Regions from separate parts of the Hordeum vulgare genome. Here region 2 is linked to region 1. A link is a contact called in public Hi-C data. All regions are on one chromosome and are shown on one strand. Each heading gives the region's core, a stretch centred on a gene start, on an enhancer-like site or on the middle of the called end of the contact. The rest is flanking DNA. Distances are from core to core; before and after follow the strand shown.

The links. Hi-C and Micro-C count contacts between places; a contact is called where the count stands out from the background.
Region 2: a Hi-C map of seedling shows a contact between it and region 1, with 5 times the contacts expected there. The contact joins the promoter of LOC123448375 here to the promoter of LOC123448372 in region 1. A contact is called at or near these places in 2 of 6 Hi-C or Micro-C datasets (leaf and seedling).

Annotation. Positions count from the first base shown.
Region 1 is chr4H:193,232,679-193,236,788 of MorexV3_pseudomolecules_assembly, forward strand. It overlaps LOC123448372 (nicotianamine aminotransferase 1-like), which reads left to right and starts at 2,418. Exons shown (of 8, transcript XM_045125219.1): 1 at 2,418-2,609; 2 at 2,691-2,989. The coding sequence starts at 2,592.
Region 2 is chr4H:193,861,400-193,865,509 of MorexV3_pseudomolecules_assembly, forward strand. It overlaps LOC123448375, which reads right to left and starts at 2,103. Exons shown (of 4, transcript XR_006631715.1): 1 at 1,531-2,103.

The DNA.
Region 1 (4,110 bases), core at 1,168-3,667:
AGCGTCATTGCTTCAACCATCAATACATCCGCACAATAGTCAATCTTGTTGTTTCCTCCTGCAATAAATCTTCCTTTATCATCTCTAAGGACCTCCCCCATCATGCCCCGTAGCATATTATGGTCAAAAGAAGCATCCACATTAAGTTTCACAAATCCCCTGGGGGGCAAGACCATCCCTCCCTTATCACTGAGGCCTTTGGGGATGATGTGTTGATGAAGTTTGTTGTCAGGGCAAAAATTCCCATAGAAATCAAATGAGCATTCTGAGTTTTCTCCTTATGCACCAATTTTTGTCTTTCCCACCAAAGATAGATACCATGCCGAGATACCAATCATTTCATGTACAGTATGGCATCCCATAATCCTCATTTCTTGTTCTGGTAGAATAATTAAGTACTCCAACACCGCCTCTCCAACACGATCAACCTCACAAGCTTTTGCGATAATATCATCCATCCATAATCAACCTCCTTTGCTTTAGTACACAGAAAAAGAAAATGCTTTGTATCTTCTAGACCCCCAGAACAAGTGGGACAAATTGGTGAAATTTTCATATGTCTATTTGCAAGCGTTACACGGCAAGGAAGGGTGCCATGTAGTGTACGCGAGATAATTTTTTTAACCTTCGTCGGGTAAGATATCCTTCATAACTTACTCCAGACAGGGTTAGTCGTAGTTCGTCCCATCCCATTAGAATGTCTCGGTTTACTTCCATACTGATGGTCCCACTCCACTGAGTAAGCAGACCGCACCGAAAACATATCACTCTTCGTATAACTCCAGGTAATGAAATCTGGTATGTCATGTTGTGATAGTGGAATTGAAAGAATCCGTTGAACATCAATGGGCCACATTGTTTGTCTAATAAGGTCTTCATCCCAATGTGGAATTGAAAGAATCCATTGAACATCAATGGGCCACATTGTTTGTCTAATAAGGTCATCATCCCAATTATTCGTAACAGGATCAATCAAATCAGCCACTTTAGATAACAAAATTCCTCCCTTTGGCGTTACAGTTTTTCTATTGACACAATTTGGAATCCAAGCGCCATCCAAATGTTGATGTTTTGTCCATTCCCCACTCGCAATATAACCATTTTTTTAGAGAGTTCACACCAGTCATAAAACTCTGCGAGGTGAAGGAAGAGCCTTTCCTTAACTTAGTGTTCAGTAGAGCACCGTCAGAATAGTACTTGGCCCTTAGAATAGTAGCACACAAGGACTCGGGACTATCAAGAAGGCGCTACACCTGTTTGGCGAGCATTGCTAAATTAAAACAGTGGATATCATGAAATCCGATTCCTCCTTGGTTTTTAGGGACACACATCTTCTACCAGGCCATCCAATGCATCCTTCTACGATTCCCCTCGTCTCCCCACAAGAAATGCGCTATCGCGTCAATGATTCCTCTATAGATCTTTTTAGGAATTTTAAAGACCGACATTGCATAGGTGGGTATGGATTGGATAACAGCCTTGAGGAGGATCTCCTTCCCTCGAGTAGAAAGTAGTTTTCCCTTCCAACCACTAACTTTTTTTAACTATTCACTCAATCAGAAATTGAAAACACTCTGTTTTATCTAATCCCACATTTTCTCGCAAGCCCAGATATTTATCATTGAGGGCCTTAGTCATAATATTTAGAGTAGTACATAATTGTTCTCTAATTTCCACATTCGTATTAGGACTGATAAAAATTGCTAGATTTTTCAACGCTAACCAATTGTCCCGAAGCCGCTCAGTATGAATCTAGTATTGATTCGAGAGCTATCGCACTCTGATTGTTGGCTTTCATAAGAATCAACGAATCATCCGTAAAGAGAAGGTTTGTGATGGGTGGGGCATCTCTACAGACTTTTACACCCAAAATATTTTCATTTTTCTCAGCATATGCTAGCAAATGCATTCAAAACTTCTCTGCATAATAAGAAAAGATAAGGTGACAACGGATCACCGTGCCTCAAACCCTTTGTTGGTTTAAAACTTTCACTTTCCTTCCCATTAATTCGTACTCTGTATTCGATAATCGAGACACATTGCATAGTAAGATTTACTCAATCTTGACGGAAGTCCGGTCTCAACATAATCTCATTCAAAAAAGATTACTCAACTCAATCATAAGCTTTATGCATATCGAGTTTAATACCATACAATCTCTACAGACTTTATGATTATTTTTTTCTTGGGGTTGCAGCGGAAGAAAAAAGTATTGCGATCAACCAGTTTGCACGGCCTCTGCGGCGTGAGCTCTATCTTGTGACACGACACACGTATCGCTCTTGGCTTTTGCATCCATACATGCCTGTTACTTGTAAATCTCTCCCTGTCCCTCTCGCGCGCGCATCCACGGCGTGCGTCCGCGTCTCTCTCCAGCAGAGTCCTTGGCTGCCGTGCGAAACGTTTGCTAGTTCTGACCATTACTTGTGCGTCTCTGAGCCACAGAACCGCTACAAATACACCCCCACACGCCTGGTGACTAGCGACGACAGAACCCTCACGTACGCCTAGATCTCATCTCTTGTTCTCTTTCATTCGTTTCCTCTCTCCCTTTTTCTCGCATTCTGTTGTTGTGTGCAGAGTCTGCTCTCATGGCGCCGACTGCCCATGTACCACCTACCCTACCCCCGCTGTGAAATGCGTATCACAGTTAATGCGCATGCCTCATTTCCTGTTTCTTGGTTCTTCAGATTGCGGCGGTGCCCGCGCAAGAGCGAATTGGAGGCTGCGCGTGCGCGTGCAAGACGGCGGTGAGGTGCCACCCGGCGCTGTCGTCGGAGGGGAAGGCGTCAATCAGGGGAGTCGTCGGCAACCTGCTCGCGGCCGCCGGCAAGGACAAGGGCCTCCTCTCCCTCGGCGTTGGCGACGCCTCCGCGCACGCCTGCTTCCGCCGGGGCGGGGAGTTCGCTGCCGACGCCGTCGCCTGCGCCGCCAGGTCCGGGGACTTCGACTGCTACGCGCCCTCCTACGGCTTCCCCGCCGCACGCCGGTCAGGGCCGTTCATTTAGTCTGGTGATAAGGATGTTTCTTCAACTTGGCGCAGCCAATCAAAACATTCATTTAGTCCCAAACTTTTTATTAGAGGTTTCGTTTCTTAAAGCATCTCCAGCCGCGCCCCCAACACACCCTTCGGCCTTTTTTTTGCGGACGAAAAAAAACCCGGCCCTGACATCACATTAGAAAAGCTCTCACATCGAAATACCATTAGATACACAATTGCAAAAGGCTCTCACATCATCTTGATTTTCTTCCATTATGATTTTTTGCAACACCATCACATTCACATGCTGTTTCCTTTCCCGTTTGCCCATAACAAAAGACATTACCATATGTGGTACGACCTGCTTGGCTCCTCGCCACTTGGACTATCAATATCTATCACAAAGTTCTAACTTCCAAGTCAGTTGTACTACAAGTGCACCCCTTGATAGCTGACAACCACACATATACTAGCAGTAGATGGTACTCCCTCCGTCCCAAAATAACTGTCTCAAGCTTAGTATAACTTTATATTAGAGCTAGTACAAAGTTGAGACACTTATTTTGGGACGGAGGAAGTAGCAAATATGAACCAACCCCACCCCTCCCCACCCATATATACTAGCAGTAGATGATCGAACGTGTCCTCTATTTGTCCATCCGTCTCATATGTTCGGTCACTTGCACGTGATTGGTGGAGAGGAAAATAGAAAGAAAAAATGAATAAAGAAATGAAAAAGGTGGTTTGTGGTGGGGTCAGTCTTATGTGGTGGACTGACCGGGCGCGTCCTCATATCATCTCTATATTTAAAATAAATATGGGGCTTCGCGGATAGCCCGGACGTATAGAGATGATATGAGGTATCTGGTTGGGTCATTTTTTGCCTTCTTTCTTTTGTCCGGCCATTGACCGGGATCATTTGAGACGTTTGGGTGTAGATGCTCTAACCATTCCAAGCCGTGTCCGGCTGTAGATGCTCTAACCATTCCAAGCCGTTCATGTCACTGGTACACCTTCACTGACCAATCGCTTTACATTTTTTCCCAAATACGACAAAACTTTGACGGAAATCGTGTAAACTGAGATGCTCCCAAGAGTTTGCACTCTAAAAATGATGAAAACGATATTTA
Region 2 (4,110 bases), core at 853-3,352, 630 kb after region 1:
AAAGCATTTTTTAGTACACTCGTAAAGTAGAAATGGTAGCCTCTTCAAACTATTTTTCATCGAACAATTCAAGACGAAATGAATATATGAACTACTCCACATGTAGGAATAGCTGCCTTGTTCAAACTGCCGGTATAGTTTTTCATCCATATTTCAATACTAGAAGTCAAAACGACTCTTATAAACTAGTGAATTAAAATAGGTACACTGGAGAACTGGGAATAATGAGTGCCTTAAGTGGGTAAGTTAAAATTCTTCTACTGTAATATAAACTAGAATGAAAAGAAGATCATCTTAAGCTTACATAATGAACATATTGTCATGCATATCAGGGAAGGAATCATCAAGCGGATCTAGGAGAAGCAAGATTTCTGATACATTTAAGATCTTTTGAGAAACTGCAAGGATTATCCGCTGACAAATAAACTCTTCATTTCCTAATTTGCGGAACAACTCTTGCACGTTGAATTGTGCATCTGAGCAGTCAATTGGTCCTCCAAACATGAACGAAATGGAAGACGACAATCAATGTACTATTGGTTTATATTAGGAGCACATACACATGAATGCCAAAATTCATAGTTTACGTCATTGTGTTTACTCTGCACTGGAATGACCAAAGTAACTAAATGAAACTACAGATGTGGCCACTCAGCAGATCTAATCAAAATAAAACATGATTCAAAGTGTTCATGTAAAATAATATGTTGATATGATTTGCCTATAATGAAGAATGTAAAACAAACACGAAGCCTATAACTAATCTATCATACTTGGTGGGACTTCCACACGTAGTACAAGTTCAATTTTGATACACAAGAGGTATTTCACATTACTTTGTGGACGGCATATAAAGTAAACATACATTTGTTATCTCTAGTTGGGATGGAAATTTGTTTGACAATAAGTTGGGATGGAGGCTGTAAACTAGAATGCTACCTAGTGTATTGTAAACCGAAATATTAAGGAAAGCATAATTTATTTCACATTAGATATCTCCCAGAGCAGATCATCCATGATTTTGCAGCATAACTTAGGGCTGACCTCAAGAAAGCCATGACCATGAGTAAAATACTTCCAGGTCGTTGAAGTACAAAAGAGGCAATTTTCTATTTTATGTGATTCCGTAGCATAGCACGGGCATCTTACTAGTCTGTTTCAAGAGACTGAAACTCAGTGTTGATTTGCCATGACACAAACAAATTGTTTGCTTGCATCAGAAATTTGACTCAGACAACTAGTTCATGCTAGGCACAACCTGAATATATGGGCAATATATGGCACACACTTGACATCTCCATTTGCCAGTGCTGAAGAGATAGGATCAAATCAAACAGAAAAATTGACATTTCCCCTTGGCCAAAGCTGCCAATCGAAGCCCACAACTCCTCAAATTGTTTTTTTTTGGGGGATGCTTATTAAATCGGTTCAGATTTAGCATACCAAGTTCCTCAGATTGTAACCCACGTCCCGCGGACAGCACAAAATAAAGCATGGATGTATGCAAGGGCGGCTGGCTGGCTGTCTTACCTCGGCGTAGTCGTCGCCGGCGGCCACCGTGACCGTGAGCGAGGGGTGTCTTGGCCTTGCAGGGAGGCCCTGTTGCCGCACCGTTGGCAGAGGGAGGGGGCGCGGCATACTCCCTCGTATATATCCTAACCCTCGCCGTCGGTGTGCCGTGCTCGCCGTCGGATACCTGGATGGGCTTGAGGCCGCCGTCCTTGATGGTGACGGAGATGGTGGAGGAGTCGGCGTCGATGCTGTTTTCGACGAGCTCCTTTACCGCCGACGAGGGCCGCTGGATCACCTCCCCCGCGGCGATGCGGTTCACCACCGACTCCTCCAGTCGCCGGATGCGGGGTTGCTCCCCGCCCCCGCCCCGTCGCGCGGCACCGCGTCGTCGACCTCCATGCCCGTCGCGCCGCGTCTGGGGACCGGGCGGAGGAGGTGGGGAATGGGGAGGCGGAGACGGCAAAGGTTCCGTCGATTTGGGGACGAAGGGAGGATCGGCCGCCATAGGTCGTGGGGGGAGAGAGAGATGGGGATCGCCAAGAGAGATGGGTCATGGGATTTCTGTCTTTCATTTTTTTTCTCGTTTTCTTCACTTGGGCAGCCAGCCTATCACATGCGAGGCCACGGATCCCTCCCAAAAACTCCTAGCCATCCACTCATTCTACATCTAACGCTTCAAAACCCTTCTCTCATTCAACACACCTCTATCACTTTTTCTCTTCTTCTTTTTTCAATCGTTAGCACTTAATGATCAATTTGTGCAATAGTATCATGACCTAATGGACGCAAAAGGTCATCGTTATGGGCTTTGGACCCTCTTAGACTTACCATGACTAATTTCGGAATTTTGGTCATGGATCAATGACCAATTAAACCACCATCATTTTTTGGGGTCATAATTGAGCATTTTTCTTGTAGTGATCGGGAAGACATAGTTGTCGGTGAAAACCGAGCCGATGGCAGAAGATGGCGGCATTCTGTGTCGTTACCTTGATGAAGGCATCGTCGTGTAACTATTGTTGACCCACTCGTGATGCTCTGGGGAAACCCTTAGATCTGATCGTCATATCGGACGATGGCAACACTACGGTGTCGTGCCTCTCTTGGGAGCATCGTTTCTGGAGCAACGCTGGATGACAGAGGAAGGCGGTGGATGGGCTTCGTCTTGATCGGAGCTTCGGTGGAGATGTCAAGTCATGATTGGCCGACAGGTGCTACGTTGTGTCATGCCTGCTCAGCACGTGCTACACACGACAGATCTTTTGGAGTCTTCATGTCAGGATGGACGAGCGCAGGACGGTGGCGTCGTTGGACGCCATGGCGGCGTCGACGGATGGACGGACTGGCAAGGGTGATACGGATATCTCTCCTGAAGATGGAACAATGGTTCGATGAGGATGACGACTTCTAAAACGTGTGCAAGTGGTATACGATTTAGGTTTACTGCACCGTTTGTTGTTCTGATACGTTATAGGGATAGATCGGTGATGACAACGGTTTGTGATACATAGAGTGGGAGCATTCAACATTATCATGTTTGTAGGTGTGAGTGATGGCTTCGATGGCTTGATGTATGATTTTATCACACCTTTGTGAAATAATTAATAAAAAGGATGTATGCATCGGTTGATGCAGAGGTCGGGGATTGAGCCTCTTTAAAAAAAAATTGTATGCTTGGGACCATGAAAGCTAGCGTTGTCCATAAGCAAGAATCTCTCCCGTCATTAAGACATCCGAGCTAGCCTGCGTGCATTTTGCAAGCAGATCAGTATCAGGCCATCAGCAGACGCCGCCATGAATACAGCGTTCAGGTTATGGTTGCGTTTGGTTCGCCATGGCCTGGTCATGGAGCTAGCTCCTAGTAGGTACGTATGTACGTGCGTACAGTCCTGACTAGTGACTACTACTACAGCTGCATTCAACTAGTCAAAAACCCGTTGCATCGGTACGGGCTAGCTATGGTAATGATAAGATCTAAACTTTCATTAGTAGTTCTTAATTGTAAAATCTCCTTACAAATTGCCAAGTGAAATTTGTATAGATAAACATATGAAATGTTATTATATGTAACATGTAAGAGTTGGCACTATTATGAGCGGGACAAAATGGCATGTGCATATCTTTAACTAGATGATGCCCCGCACGTTGCTGCGAGAACATTGCTAAAACATGAATAAATAGTTGTTATAAAAATTCTAAAAGTAATGAAAAGCCAATGTAAACTTAGAAACAATAAGATACAAAGCACATAAAAATAGAGTGAAAATTATAGTTAAAATGTAATTTCTAACACAATATGAAGGATGAACTCTAATGTAAAAAACTACTCATGACTAATATGCATGAATTGATTATGTGACACCATTGCATGTGTAGAGTAATACAAAAAATGTTATTTATGTCTTGCATGCATACTTGCTTATGTGTCATGGTTGCATGGCTTGGAAAATTATGTAATGGGTGAATTGATTATGTGGCACCATTGCATGTGTAGAGTAATACAAAAGATGTTATTTATGTCTTGCATGCATATTTGCTTATGTGTCATGGTTGCATGGCTAGGAAAATTATGTAGTGGGTGAATTGATTATGTGGCAT